Linked DNA regions of Sus scrofa: region 2 is linked to region 1. A link is a contact called in public Hi-C data. All regions are on one chromosome and are shown on one strand. Each heading gives the region's core, a stretch centred on a gene start, on an enhancer-like site or on the middle of the called end of the contact. The rest is flanking DNA. Distances are from core to core; before and after follow the strand shown. Region 1 overlaps ERGIC1 (endoplasmic reticulum-Golgi intermediate compartment protein 1). Region 2 has its middle 15 kb from the start of TRNAE-UUC.

The links. A called contact is a pair of places that touch in the nucleus more often than the background predicts.
Region 2: a contact with region 1 is called in a Hi-C map of embryonic fibroblasts, with 5 times the contacts expected there. The contact joins two enhancer-like sites. A contact is called at or near these places in 4 of 47 Hi-C or Micro-C datasets (blood, embryonic fibroblasts, mesenchymal stem cells and 1 more) and 2 of 2 datasets of contacts at active chromatin or transcription factors (alveolar macrophages and skeletal muscle).

Annotation. Positions count from the first base shown.
Region 1 is chr16:51,335,943-51,343,075 of Sscrofa11.1, reverse strand. It overlaps ERGIC1 (endoplasmic reticulum-Golgi intermediate compartment protein 1), which reads left to right. Exons shown (of 10, transcript XM_003134052.6): 3 at 2,328-2,400. Among named protein-coding and RNA genes, the nearest start is that of RPL26L1, 63 kb to the right of the region's middle. Within about 2 kb of position 2,720, at least 26 of the 83 cell types and tissues checked have an H3K27ac peak or open chromatin away from gene starts, as enhancers often do. A contact at or near this core is called in embryonic fibroblasts, where this site is marked.
Region 2 is chr16:51,487,924-51,495,056 of Sscrofa11.1, reverse strand. No RefSeq gene overlaps it. Among named protein-coding and RNA genes, the nearest start is that of TRNAE-UUC, 15 kb to the right of the region's middle. Within about 2 kb of position 3,321, at least 24 of the 83 cell types and tissues checked have an H3K27ac peak or open chromatin away from gene starts, as enhancers often do. A contact at or near this core is called in embryonic fibroblasts, where this site is marked.

The sequences.
Region 1 (7,133 bases), core at 1,471-3,970:
TTAAATTGAGTCTGTTCCTCCCTCCTGCTTTCAATAGGCACATGTTTCTGAAGGAAACACTTTTGGGTGTAGACAAGTAAAAATTCTAGGATCCAAAAAAAAAAAAAAAAAAAGGACTGTAGGCAAATCAACAGGTGGGACTGGAAACTTTTTTTTCTTTGCAGGAAACTAAGGGTCAACCCTTTGCCGCATCACCTTCCCCCAATCACCAGACCACCCTCCAAAATCTCACTGATAAAAATCCTAATAATGAGCTAATGCTCCAGTTCTCATTACCTGCCAGGCACTATTTCAAGTCCAGCCTCTGTGGTGTGGAGGTTCTCAGTCGGCCCCATAAAGCAGGTGCTGCTGGTGCTGCCATTTTACAGATGAGGAAACGGAGGTGTTGGGTAGGGGCGGGGGGCTAAGTAACTTAGCCAGGGATGCACAGCAGGTGGGCCCACGCTGTGTGAGCCCTTCCCCCCCATGCCTCTGGGATAAAGCCAGATGCAGCACACTCAGCCCTCGGTCTGTTCCCCAGGGAGCCGGCTCCCTGCTATGCCCACAACTCATTGTGACCTCCTGCGTGCCCAGCCCCAGGCTAGGCACTGAGCTGTCAAGTTTTTGCCTTCCAGGATGTCTAAAGAAAAGGACAGCCACAGATGACCAGTAACATTTAAAAAGGGTTCAAATGGAAGCTGGGAATACAGAGTAAAGTGTGACCAGCTCCACTTCTGAGGGTTGGGAGGAGTTTCCCACCAGAAGGGACATTTGCGTTGGGCTCCTACCTGGGAGGATGAGTAGGAGTTCACCAGGCAGAGAGGATGACCAAGGAGGAGGAAGGACAATGGGGAAGGACATTCCAGATAGAGGAACCACATATTTAGGGAACAGCACGTGGCGTGGGGTAGCTGGGTGGTTAGATGTTGGGGGAGTGTCAGGAGATGGGGCTGGTGGTGAGTTGGGGGCCAGCCTTGGGGCACTTGTTATGTCCTGTCCCAGGGAATGACTCCAAGGTCACAAACTCCGGCGTCATCAGGGGCCAGGCAGGTGAGGTAAATACAAGTGACGTGGGCCCACCGGGAACGCCTTTCGTCCTCTGCATTTTGCACTTCCGGGACCATCCTTCTCTCCCATGAAGCGCTGCCTCTTCTCTTAAAGCATAGCACTGGGTGGCCTCATTGTCCTGCCTCTGATGGGAACAGCGGCACAACATCGATGGTACCACAGCGGGTGGTGATAGATGCTCCGCCTCAGCAGATGCAGGGCAGCAAGAGGGAGTGGTGGGGCCTGTGGCAAACTGGTGAGCTCATACCTCCTACGGGAACAAGGGCTCAAGTGTTCTGGAGCAGCCGGAAATCTGGACTGCTATGTGATATCTCCGGATTGTTCAATGTCGACTCCAAATTTTAATTTTATTTATTAATTTATTTTTTGCTTTTTGGCCGCCCCACGGCATATGGAGTTCCTGGGCCAGGGATCAGATCCAAGCCACAGTTGCAACCTAGTGTGGAAAGTAACATAATGTCTTTTCTATCAAAGGAAGTCTTGGTGACTCCAAGCGGCTCTAGTTTCACTGAAACGCCTTCCTGCGACCCCCCCCCCCACTTTCCCTCTTCTCCCAGTAACAATTCGTTTCACATTAGCCCACCGAGAAGAATGTGTGCCCTGACCTGACCCATGGGAAGGGGACAGGTACATCGCCTGCGTTAGGGACAAATAGGGAGGGTCTTTTCTTCTTTGCACGGCGCTCTTTGAGCACCCGCGCCCTTCTGCAGAAGGAAAGAGCCGTGTCGAGATCTCCCCGTGTTCATGTGTCTCATTTTCCGACACTGACGATCTGAGCCATGTCCCCAACACTAGGCCGTAGCTGCAGCAATGCCAGATCCTTAACCCACTGTGCCAGGCTGGGGATCAAACCTGCATCCCAGGGCTCCCAAGACTCTGCCCATCCCATTGCACCACAGCGGGAACTTCCAGATTTTAAAATATGTGTCACTCGAGCCAAACAGAATACATCTGTGGGCCACCGATGTGCAGCCCTTGGTTTTTGACTGATGTCTGCATTAAAATGCCCTTGTGGAAGGAAGTCGGACTGGCCCCTTGCGGGGTCTGCCTGTGTGGGGGTCACTGTACATGGGTGGGTCGGAGGGAGGTCAGATCCATTCCCAAGGTGGTTGACTTTTATGGGAGTGGGGAAGCTTCCTATCAAGGCCAAGAATAAGGGGCTTTGCAGGGTCTGGGCCTCTGTCCCCTTCCCTGTAAGCAGCTTTCCTTGGGGGGGGGGGGGCTCCCTCCTCCATCAGTGCCCCCCCCCCTTAACTGTGCGTCTGCCTTCTTTCTTCCAGTCTCCATCTGCTGCTGCCTCTTCATCTTCTTCCTCTTCCTCTCAGAGCTTACCGGATTCATAACAACAGAAATGTAAGTCACATCCCCCCCACCCCCCTCCCCAAGGGGCGTTCCAGAACTTTCGGTGGGGGAGGGGGACTGGCAGATGAGAAGGGGAAAGGGGCTTTACAAGGGAGAGACACCTCTAAACCTTCCATCTGGCGTTTCCAAGCCTGTGGCATCAGCCACTCCTCTGTTTCTTAAAAGGGTTTTAAAGCCGAGAGCCAAACCCAAGGTTGCTTTGTTAAAGCTGAAGAGAAAACGCTGGTTCCCTTCTGGGGTCGAGGAAGCTCCTGTTTGCCGTCCCTGTGTTTGGCCAGTGGGCTTTTTTCCCTCTGAGTCATCCCAGGCTCGTTTGATGTTCGAGCTGGAAGAATTCAGAGAAGGAAGACAGGCAGCTCTCCACCCGAGAGGGGGTGAGGTTCTGACATCAGAGCCGGGCCCCCACCACCAAGCCCCCTTCCCTGTCCCCAGGCCCACACTGGGTGAGGAATCAGTGCGGGCTTCCTGGCAGCGACTGACGCATGGTGAATCCATCCCCGATTCCTAGAATCAGCCGTTGTTCAGATAACCTAGTAAATGCTCGGGGCCTGTGTAACCCCGAATGCCTTTGGAATTATTCAGTTACGGCCTCATCGGATGCCCCTCTGAGATGAATTAAACCCAGAAGCTTCCTGCCTTCACCTCTGGCTTCCAAGCCTCTTCATTTCCATGTTTACAACCCAGAAAGCCCTCAGGGGCCTCTGGCTGCCCACTCCCCTGTCCAGCACTGGAATTTTCTTTTTCACTTACGGAATTTCTTGGTTTCCTTTGCCTCCCTCTCAGCCATCAGACGATAGGACCCTGAAGACAGAGCTGAGCGCCCAAGAGGGTCTCTGTTGCCCTATAACCACGACCCGCTTTAACCCCTCGGCTGGTCCTGGGAGGTTGTCGCCCCCTCTTTAGAGATGAGGAAACTGAGGCTCAGAGGGGTGAAGGGACCTGGCCCTGACCTGCTCCCACAGGAGAATCAGTCTGGGCCCCTCCACCCCTACCCCAGCTCTTTTCTGAACAGCACCCTGCCCTCCTTTGGTTGGGGGGGGGGGGTCAGGAGGGGGTGGATTTGTCTTCTCTGTTCCTCGGAGCGGGTTTTTAACCCTGATGGCACCCGTGCCCCAAGACGCCCTATGGAGTGGTGGAAGGAGGACTGGACAAGGCCTTGGGAAACCCAGGGCCAGGGCTCTGCTCAGTTACCACCTGCTCTGTGACCCTGGGCAGGTTGCCAAACCTCTCTGGGGCCCAGTATTGCTGGCCAAACAGGGGAGGGTGCGCCAGAGATAAGGCTCCTTTCCACATCTGGGGAGGCTTGTCGGCTTCCCAAGACACGACTCCTTGACCAGGCAGGGGTCAGAGAAGGATTTTGTTTCCCTGGGAATTGACTCTGTCTTGGAATTGACTCTGTCCCGGTCAAGTGTCTTCCTGTCTTTGCACATTTGGGCCACTGGACCTCTCAGGGGTCATCCCATTGTGATTTGGAGGTGAAAGCAGAGAGAGCAGCCAGAGATTGAGGCCTGCTTGTGCCAGGCACCTGCTGTATGCCACACCCCGTTCCTGGGAAAGGGGGCTGCAGTGCAGGCCTCCCATGTTCTGAGCAAGGTGACAGGGGGTACCCATGTGACAGCAACAAGGAGGGAGCCCTGACTGTGTCTCAGGTACCAGGTGCAAGGCTTTATATATCTCAGGCAGTGACATTAGCAAGTGCAAAGGTCCTGAGGCAGGAATTACCTGGTCTATGGGAAGAGCAGATAGAGAGCTGGTGTGTCTAAAGCAGAGCGAGCAGGCAGAGAAGAATCTGGAGACCGTGCAGGAGGTGGACCAAGTCAGGCTGGGCCCTGTACACTGCCCTGTATTGATGGGAATCAGCCTTGGTCCTGAGCCCCCAAAAGTCAGGGGCCAGGTCTGCCTGTTCACCGCCTGTGGCTCCCTGCTTAGAGAAAATGCAGGTGGGGGACACAGATCATCAACATTGAATAAAAAGGAATGTATCAGTTAGGGATAAAGGCTCTGAAGAGAAAACAAAGCAGGATCGGAGATGGGGAAGGTGTGTCCTATTTCATAAGGCTTTATTTCACAAGGTGATTTACCTGAAATGTACTTAACGTAGTGCCTGATAGACTGAAAATTTCTTTTGTTAGAGTTGAGTTGATGTGCGGTGTGTATCAATTTATGCTGTACAGCATCGCGACCCCGCCATACACTTAGATATATACACACACGTATATGGATGTCCACACTTTCTCCCATAGCATCTTCCGTCCTGTTCTACCCCGAGATCGGACGCAGCTCCCTGTGCTGGGCAGTAGGGACCCCGTTGCTCATCCATATCCTTTCAGGCATTTATTCATTTCACACCTCGTCCCCATCTCACAGGAGAAAGGCGCGGAGGCCGCTCAGCCCCTGGCATGTCATGAGGTCCCTGTGAATGTTCATTTCCTTGTCCCTGCCCTCGAGTTAAGAAGGGGCCTCCCCTGTGTCCTGCCACCATTCGGAGGGGCAGTATGTTCAGCCGAGGTCAGCTGAACACACTGAGGTGCTGAGGCAGCGCCCCAAGAGCTACGTTTTGATGTCACAGCTGGTGACTGCAGCCGCCCTGTGCAGGGCCCTTGAGCAAGCTCATTCCACGGACCAGGGCAGGGCTGCCCCTTTCCCAGGAGCACAGTGTGTGCCCGCTGCCCCGCCTGCTCCCCTCCTCCAGGACTTCCTCTTCCTGGCTCTTGGGGGCATTCTGGACAGTCTGGTCCCACCACATCCCTGGAGAGGAAGAAAGATGAGGGGCCTTTCATTGAGCGTTTGCCTTGTGTCCGGCCCCCGGCACTGACAGCGCAGGGGAGAGGGGGTGAAAAGAGACACCTGTCTGGGCCGCAGGCTCCATCCGTGATGCTACCGGGACCCTGATGCCTTCTTGGTCTCCACGGCCTCTTGAGCAAGATGCAGGGGTTGCCAAAGGCAGTCCTCGGGGGTGAGGACTCCGCAGAACAATCCAGGCAGAAAAGGTTGTGCCTGGGAGTTTGGTCCTCAACCAGAAGCTTCTCTGACCCTTGGGAAGCCCTGCTGATCCCGGAAGGACTGCGGGTCACAATTCTTTTCCTTTTCTGGGTGGCTGGCCCTCCCTGGCAGTTTTGTGACCACAGTGGGTCACGGCCCCCCACCCCCCCAACCCGCCATGAGATTGTAACCCAAGGAAATGAGGTCACTGCTGGTTGGATCAACATCTCTCCAGCCCTGGCCTGTGGTTATCAGTGACCTAAGAGGCTATTCTGGCCTGGCCGGGCGGGCAAGGGAGGCCTGTTTGTTTGGGTGGTTGGACTTCAACCTGGCTGTTGACTATCCTTGGGAAAGTGGCCCCGCAGGCTGCCCTGATGCTCCACGTTTCCAGGGGAGTGGCACCTCCCTCCTCAGAGAATGTGGCCGCAGAACATTCCAGCCTTTGACTGCCCAGTCTCTGTCTGCTCTTAATTATTAACCTGATGAGGATTTATAAGAAGATGTAGTCGCTAGAACTCTCCGTTGATAATTTATAGCTTAATACAGCTCATCGTACTTTTCAGTTATGGTTTATAAGAGGCGACCCTGTGCCTACCACCTACGTTCGCACTTTACAATCCTCGTCTCATTTTATGGTCACAAAACCCCTTGCACCAAGGCCTGCTGTTAGCATTAGTCTCACTCGACAGCTGGGGAAATGGAGGCACCAGGAGGCTAAAACCACGATGAGGTTATTAGTGAGAGTCAAACCCAGTCCTGTGATGCCAAAGCCTAGACTCGGTACCCAGGCCTCTGCATCCCACCCTTTTCTTTCTTCTTTTCTTTTTTTTTTTTGGTGGAGGGGGACGCGCCCATGTCATATGGAAGTTCCCAGGCTATGGGTCAAATCGGAGCTGTAGCTGCCGGCCTACACCACAGCCATAGCAACACAGGATCTGAGCCACATCTGCAACCTACACCACAGCTCACAGCAACGCCGGATCCTTAACCCACTGAGCCAGGCCGGGGATTAGACTTGTGTCCTCATGGATGCTAGTCAGATTCGTTTCCACTGAGCCACACCGTGAACTCCCCACCCTTTTCTACCCAGAGCACTTTGAAGCCCAGGGACATGGGAGCTGCTGCCTTTTGTTCAGAAGACCTGAAGGCCTGGATACACCCTTCCTGGGGGAGGTGGCCAAGCAGACAGGAAGCCATTGGCCACCGAGTTGGAACTTGGACATCACCTTGAACTGTGTCCTCACATCTCTGGTAGCTGGCCCAGAGTGGGGAGGCCAGTAGCTTGGCCAGGAGGAGGAGCTGGATGGCTCCCTGGGAGCCCAGGTTACCAACTCTGAGGCCGGATTGTGAGCCAGGGCCAGGAAGAGAGCCGTCATGTCACATGGAGGTGCCATGGGAGGCCTGAAGGCTTCTGAGCATAGAGTGATAGGATCGGGTTCATGCCTCAGAAGATCACCTCTTGCAAAGATGGGTTTTGGGTGGGGTGACCCTGGAGGCCAAGGCCTGGACAGGGAGCTGGGCAGCGACCCTAGGCAGAGGGGCTGAGGGTCCTGGAGTGAGGGCTGTGGAGAAAGGGGTGGGGGCAGCAAGGAGTTGGGTTCGGGACATCCTGCTGGTGGGGAACAGGTGCTTGCTTACACCTGGAATGGTCCCCAGCACTCACTTGCATAACCTTGCCTTCCGCTCCCACCCCAGGCCCTTCCTGCCAGCCTTGCTGCTGTGTAAGTTTCCATTAAATCAGA
Region 2 (7,133 bases), core at 2,072-4,571, 150 kb before region 1:
GGAGTTCCCGTCGTGGCTCAGTGGTTAACAAATCCAACTAGGAACCATGAGGTTGCGGGTTCAATCCCTGGCCTCGCTCAGTGGGTTAAGGATCCGGCGTTGCCGTGAGCTGTGGTGTAGTTTGCAGACGCGGCTCAGATCTGGCGTTGCTGTGGCTGTGGCGTAGGCCGGCAGCAATAGCTTCAATTTGACCCCTAGCCTGGGAACCTCCATATGCTGCGAGAGCAGCCCAAGAAATGGCAAAAAGACAAAAAAAAAAAAAAAAAAAAATACACATCACACTGATGCAGCCTAGAAGACAGATAGCAGCATGTAGACGATTCCTGTCTCTAGATGGTATGAGATTAGGAGCAGTTTTTACTTATGTATTTATTTCTCCTATATTTTCTAAATTTTCTCCATCGAAAAAGAACCACTATTAAAATCACATGGAAATGGCACCTCTGGAAAAAAAGATTATATTGTTAAAAAAGATAAAACTCAAAGGCACAGTAGATATATAACATCTCTTTTGAGAAGAAAAGAGAAAATATAACATTTAAAAACAAAAATAATATGTATAATTACATATAACCCAGATGAGAACAGAATATATATAAGATACGCGACTAAAATGACATATAATATATATGGGTGTAATAATATATTCTAAATGAGAAAATTATATGTGAGATAGACTAAAAATAATGTATCTCCTCTACATTCCGCATTACAGCACATACTCAGGGCTCTCCGTAATGGACTTGTCTTTCTCTCTGGTTGGACTACAAGGTCCTCAAGTTCCAAGGCCAAGCTTTACTTATTTCTGTGTCTCTCTGAGGACCCGGCACATAGCACATGCTTGATAAATGTTTATGAATGAACAAATGAGTATCTTTAGTTAAAATGTTGTTGTTGTTGTTTTAGGGGTGGCTTTGGCAGCATGCAGAAGTTCCTGGACCAGGAATCAAACCTGAGCCACAGCAGTGACAAGGCAAGATCCTTAACCTACTAAGCTACCAGGGAACTCCCTGAATATCTTCTTTTAAAAAAAAGAAAAGATAGACATGAAAACTCTATGCATATGAGGAACTGATGTCAGAATGTGTCTGACAAGTTAATAAAATATAGAAGGTATAATATCCTCAGACAGGAGCCCTACAGGGCAGTTTCAACACCGTGTCCCCAGCTGAGTGCTCTTATCTTTCTGGGCTGCTTATGGACCCTGTGTCTCGTCCACCAGGCAGGAGGTGCAGGTGGACCGAGGTTGTCTTTGTTCATCTCTGAACGCAAGGTGCCCGCACCATTCAGGCTGTCCTCAGAACAGTGGAAACAGGTCAACAGTCAGAAAAAGGCAGCCGGCAAGACACTCTTTACTCCGGTAAAGGTGGGTCCTCCGTTTCAGACAAAAAGGAGCAGGCGTGTCCCAGGACGGGTCCTGAAAGGCAGACCAAGCTCCGCCCGAAGATGCTTTCTCTTCCCACTGTCCCTTCTGCCCGAGACACAAGAGGAACCCACAGCAAGAATTTAGGGGAAGCATCACCGGCTCGAAAAGGAAACACCCAAAATGAAAGGGGGCAGAAAGCGTCCTGTTTCCCTCCCTGGGGCACCGTGCTGTGCACCTGTCTGTTTTCCCTTCTCAACCGAGGTCCTCACACACGGGGTAGGACCTTCACCTTTTTCCAAGAAACAGCTGACTAAAATCAAATGACACGGAACGAACCGCCACGCGCCACCATATTAACTGAATGAATGAATGGACAGAGACCTATTTTTGCCACAGTTCCACCCCTGGGCCTTTTCAAGTAAGCATTTGGGCAGTCTTTCAAAAATATTCACTGAGTGTCTAGTAAGTGCCAGGCACAGCCGTAGTCCCCATGCTCATCAAGGTCACTTGTTCTGTCACAGCCACAAGTGATATTTTTATTTATTTATTTATTTATTTATTTTATTTATTTTTGCCCTTTCTTGGGCCGTTCCTGTGGCATATGGAGGTTCCCAGGCTAGGGGTCGAATCAGAGCTGTAGCCTCTGGCCTACACCAGAGCCACGGCAACACGGGATCTGAGCCGCATCTGCGACCTACACCACAGCTCACGGCAATGCCGGATCCTTAACCCACTGAGTGAGGCCAGGGATCGAACCCGCAACCTCATGGTTCCTAGTCGGATTCATTAACCACTGAGCCACGATGGGAACTCCACGAGAGATATTTTAAATCCACACTTGTTATACATGTTTTGACTTGAGGGATTTTTTTTTTTTTTCCTCTTAGAAGAAAGTAAAGTCTGCTCCTGGATAGATGGGAAATGAAAACGTATGTCCACACAAAACTGGTTGGATGAGCAAGGCAGCATTATTCGTAATACCCCCCAAATGGAAGTAACCCAAATGTCCATAAACCAAGGAATGACTACATAAAATGTAGTTTGTTAGCACAATGGAACATTATTTGGCCACAGAAAGCAAGGAAGCACTGATCCATCCTGATGTGATCTTGGGAAACCTATGATACATCAAAGAAGCCAGTCACAGAAGATCCCACATAACATGCTTCCATTGAAATTAAGTATCTGGAGAGATAAATCCATAGAAACAGAAGATAGATTTGTGCTTGCCTAGTGCGGGGCAGAGGAGGGCTGCCAGTGGGTAGGGGTTCTTTTTGGGGGGTCATGAAAATGTTCTGGAACAGACCGTAGTGATGGAGGAACAATTCAGAATATACTGAAAACGGCCGAATCGTACATTTTAAATGAGCAAATGATATGGCATGTGAATTACATTTCTCTTTTTCTTTTTTTTTTTGGCCCCTCCGTGGCATGCGGACGTTTCCAGGCCAGAGATCAAACCCGCACCACGGCGGTGACAACACCCAGTCCCCAACCTGCTGTGCCACCAGGGAACTCTGTGAATTATATTTCAATAAAGCGATTATACAACCACGAAGAAAGAAACCAGAGAATTTCCCCTTTCAAGCAAGCAGAGTCTTGGAAGTGAATTTCACATACAGAGCGATCTGCTTCTGTTTATGAGTGGAATTTTTCTTTTTCAACAACTTTGAGCTCATGCTCAAGGCAACTCTTCTCAAGGTCTGTGCTGGGAAGCCCTCCCCCCTTCACTGCCACTGCCTCTCCCAGGCCAGGCAACCCTATCTGCCGCCCTTAACCTAGTTCATTCCACAGCCCCCAGCCTCCCTCCGCACCCCCCACCCCCGTCGTGCCCACACTGCTCAGCTGCCGCCAGCTCCCAAATGCCAGAGCTGCCACCTGGGGCCCTGGAGACGCAGGGGCCCGCAGTGTTGTGATGTGTTTGGATGGGGAGTGCGTTTGGTGCCAGCGTTACCAGGCTCCGAGGGTGACTAATTCCATCTGCATTTTTGGTTTCAGCTGCCTGGACTGTTCATCTGGAGGCCCTCAAACCTCTCAGCTGTTTCTGGAGAAGTCTGCTTCCCAGCTGTGGAGGCACAAGCTTAATTAAACCCATCCTCCAGCCCCCTCGGGCATCATATGTGCTGAACCAGTATTTCCTGAGCATCTACTATGTGCCAGACACCAATCTGGGGACACAGCAGTGACCAGACAGAGTTCTCGCCGCACTGGAGCAACCAAAACATACAGTGTGTTTTTAAAAGAAAAATATCTAGAGAGTGTTAGAAGTACTGTTCAGATGGATGAAAGAGCGTGAGGTGATTGTGAGACCTTAAAAGAGCTCCTTCTCAGTGTAGAGGGCAGAGGGGGAGCCACTGCTCTGGGGAGGTGGCTGAGAAAGGGGCCTCTGTGGGGAAACTTAGAAAAAGAATGGTCAGAATTCCCACTGTGGCTCAGCGGGTTAAGAACCCAACCAGAATCCATGAGGTTGCGGGTTCCATCCCTGGCCTCGCTCAGTGGGTTAAGGATCCGGCGTTGCCATGAGCTGCCATGTAGGTCGCAGCTGTGGCTCAGATCCCGCTTTGCTGTGGCTGTGGCTGTGGCATAGGCCAAAGGTTACAGCTCTGATTCTACCCCTAGCCCGGAACTTCCATATGCCCGGGGTGCGGCCCTAAAAAGACAACACACACACACACACACACACACACACACACACACACACACACACACACACACACACAGAGAAAGGGAAATGGTCTGAGCAGAAGAAATAGCATATGTGCAAAGGCTCTGAAGCAGTAATGGCAGCGAGGCCACTGTGATGCCACCTCACAGCCAGTGAGGAAGAAGAGAAACTAAGTTGGGACAGGCTAGGTTACGTAGAGGCTTCTCTGCCTTGGGGAAAAGTTCTTTTCTTTTTTCTTTTTCTCCCCCCCGCCCCTTTCTTTTTGCCACCTCCTACAGCATGCAAGAGTTCTGGGGCCTGGGATTGAACCCACACCACAGTGGTGACCCAAGCCACAGCAGTGACAATGCTGTATCCTTAACCCATGGAGCTGCCAAAGAACTCCCAGAGTTTCCTTTCTCTAAAATGCACTGGGAAGCCAGGAGGGGTTCACGAGAGAGGAGCAGGATGCAGCTTACATTTGCAAAGGTCACTCTGGCTGCGGAGGAGAGAAAGGGAGGAGACAGGTGGCGGTATGGAGAAAGCTGGGGCCAGGACAGCCTCAGTCCCTTAAGGATCAGCTCCCTCTGCCCCCACCTCTTCCACTGTCTCCAGCAGGCCTGGGCAAGTGATCCCCCCCTCATTCTAGTATCACTGTAGTTTTTTTTGCTATATCTTGACTGTTTTTACTTGAAATTTTCCTTTAAATCAATTGCTATATTTCCTCCTTATTTTACAAAAGGAAAGTATATCACAGTCAAAGGTCATGACTTGAGTACACGACTTACATTTTTTCCTGATACGCATTAACATAAACACACAGCTATTAAAGGTTTTTAAATGAAAGAATGAATATAAGTTCCTGTCGTGGCGCAGTGGTTAACGAATCCGACTAGGAACCATGAGGTTGCAGGTTCGATCCCTGGCCTTGCTCAGCGGGTTAAAGATCCGGCATTGCTGTGAGCTGTGGTGTAGGTCACAGATGCGGCTCTGATCCTGCATTGCTGTGGCTCCGGCGGAGGCCGGCGGTTACAGCTCCAATTAGACCCCTAATCTGGGAACCTCCATATGCTGCAGGTACAGCCCTAAAAAGCTAAATAAATAAAAATTTTAAACTTGTTGCAATTCTCACTTAAAAAATTTAAAAAATGAAAAAAAAGACTAAAGATGAATAGTGAAATTATAAGAATAAGGGTTTATCAGGAACCTATGCATATGATACACGAGTTTTTTTCCTAAAACACATTAAAATAAAGCATATAAAATTTTGGGTTGTTTGTTCTAGTTCTGCGAAAAATGTCATGGGTAATTTGATAGGATTGCACTGAATCTGTAGATCGCTTTGGTAGTATGGCCATTTTTACAATATTAATTTTCCGGCCCAGGAGCATTGCATATCTTTCCATGTCTTTGTATCTTCTTTGATTTCCTTGATTAATGTATTGTAGTTCTCAGCGTATTAGTCTTTCACCTCCTTGGCCAGGTTTTTTCCCAGGTATTTGATGTTTTGGGGTACAATTTTAAAAGGTATTATATTTTTGTATTCCTTTTCTAATATTTCATTGTTGTATACAAAAATGCAACAGACTTCTGAATGTTAATCTTACATCCTGCTAGTTTGCTGAATTTGTTGATCAGTTCAAGTAATTTTGGGGTTGAATCCTTGGGGTTTTCTATATATAGTATCATGTCATCTGCATACAGTGACAGTTTTACCTCTTCTCTTCCTATTTGGATGCCTTTTATTTCTTTTGTTCGTCCGTTGGCTGTGGCTAGGACTTCCAATACTATGTTGAATAATAGTGGTGAGAGTGGGCATTCTTGTCTTGTTCCAGATTTTAGTGGGAAGGCTTTCAGCTTTTCTCTGTTCAGTATTGTATTTGCTGTGGGTTTGTCATAAATGGCTTTTATTGTGTTAAGGTATGTTCACTTTATACCCACTTTGGTAAGAACTTTTATCATGAATGGATATTGGACTTTGTCAAATGCTTTTTCTGCATCTATTGAGATGATCTTGTGGTTTCTGACTTTTCTTTTGTTAATGTGGTGTATGATGTTGATTGATTTGCATATGTTGAACTATCCTTGTGCACCTGGGATGAATCCTACCTGGTTGTCGTGTATGATCTTTTTTATATGTTGTTGGATTCGGTTGGCTAAAATTTTGTCAAGAATTTTTTTGTGTCTATATTCATCAAAGATACTGGCCTATAGTTTTCTTTTTTTGGTGGTATCTTTGTCTGGTTTTGGAATTAGGGTGATGGTGGCGTCATAGAAATTTTATATGGAACCACAAAAGACCCAGAATTGCCAAAGCAATTCTGAGGGAAAAAAACCAAGCAGGAGGCATAACTCTCCCCGACTTCAAGCAATATTACAAAGCCACAGTCATCAAAACAGTGTGACTGGTACCAAAACAGACACGCATATCAATGGAACAGCATAGAGAACCCAGAAATAAACCCAAACACCTAAGTCAATTAATCTTTAACAAAGGAGGCAAGAACATAAAATGGTAAAGGACAGTCTTTTCAGCAAGTATTGCTGGGAAACCTGGACAGCTGCATGCAAATCAGTGAGACTAGAATACACCCTCACATCATGCACAAAAATAAACTCCAAATGGCTTAAAGACTTAAATATAAGACAAGACACCATCAAACTCCTGGAAGAGAACACAGGCAAAACATTCTCGGACATCAACCTTACAAATGTTTTCTCAGGTCAGTCTCCCAAAGCAACAGAAATAAAAGCAAAAATAAACCAATGAGACCTAATCAAATGGACAAGTTTTGCACAGCAAAGGAAACCAAAAAGAAAATCAAAAGACAACTTACAGAATGGGAGAAAATAGTGTCAAATGATGCAACTGACAAGGGCTTAATTTCTAAAATATACAAACTTATACAACTCAACAGCAAAAAAGCCAACAACCCAACGGAAAAATGGGCAAGAGACCTGAATAGACATTTCTCCAAAGAAGATATACTGATGACCAACAAGAACATGAAAAAATGCTCAACATCACTGATATGAGAGAAACACAAATCAAAACTACCACGAGATACCACTTCACACCGGTCAGAATGGCCACCATTAATAAGTCCATGAATAACAAATGCT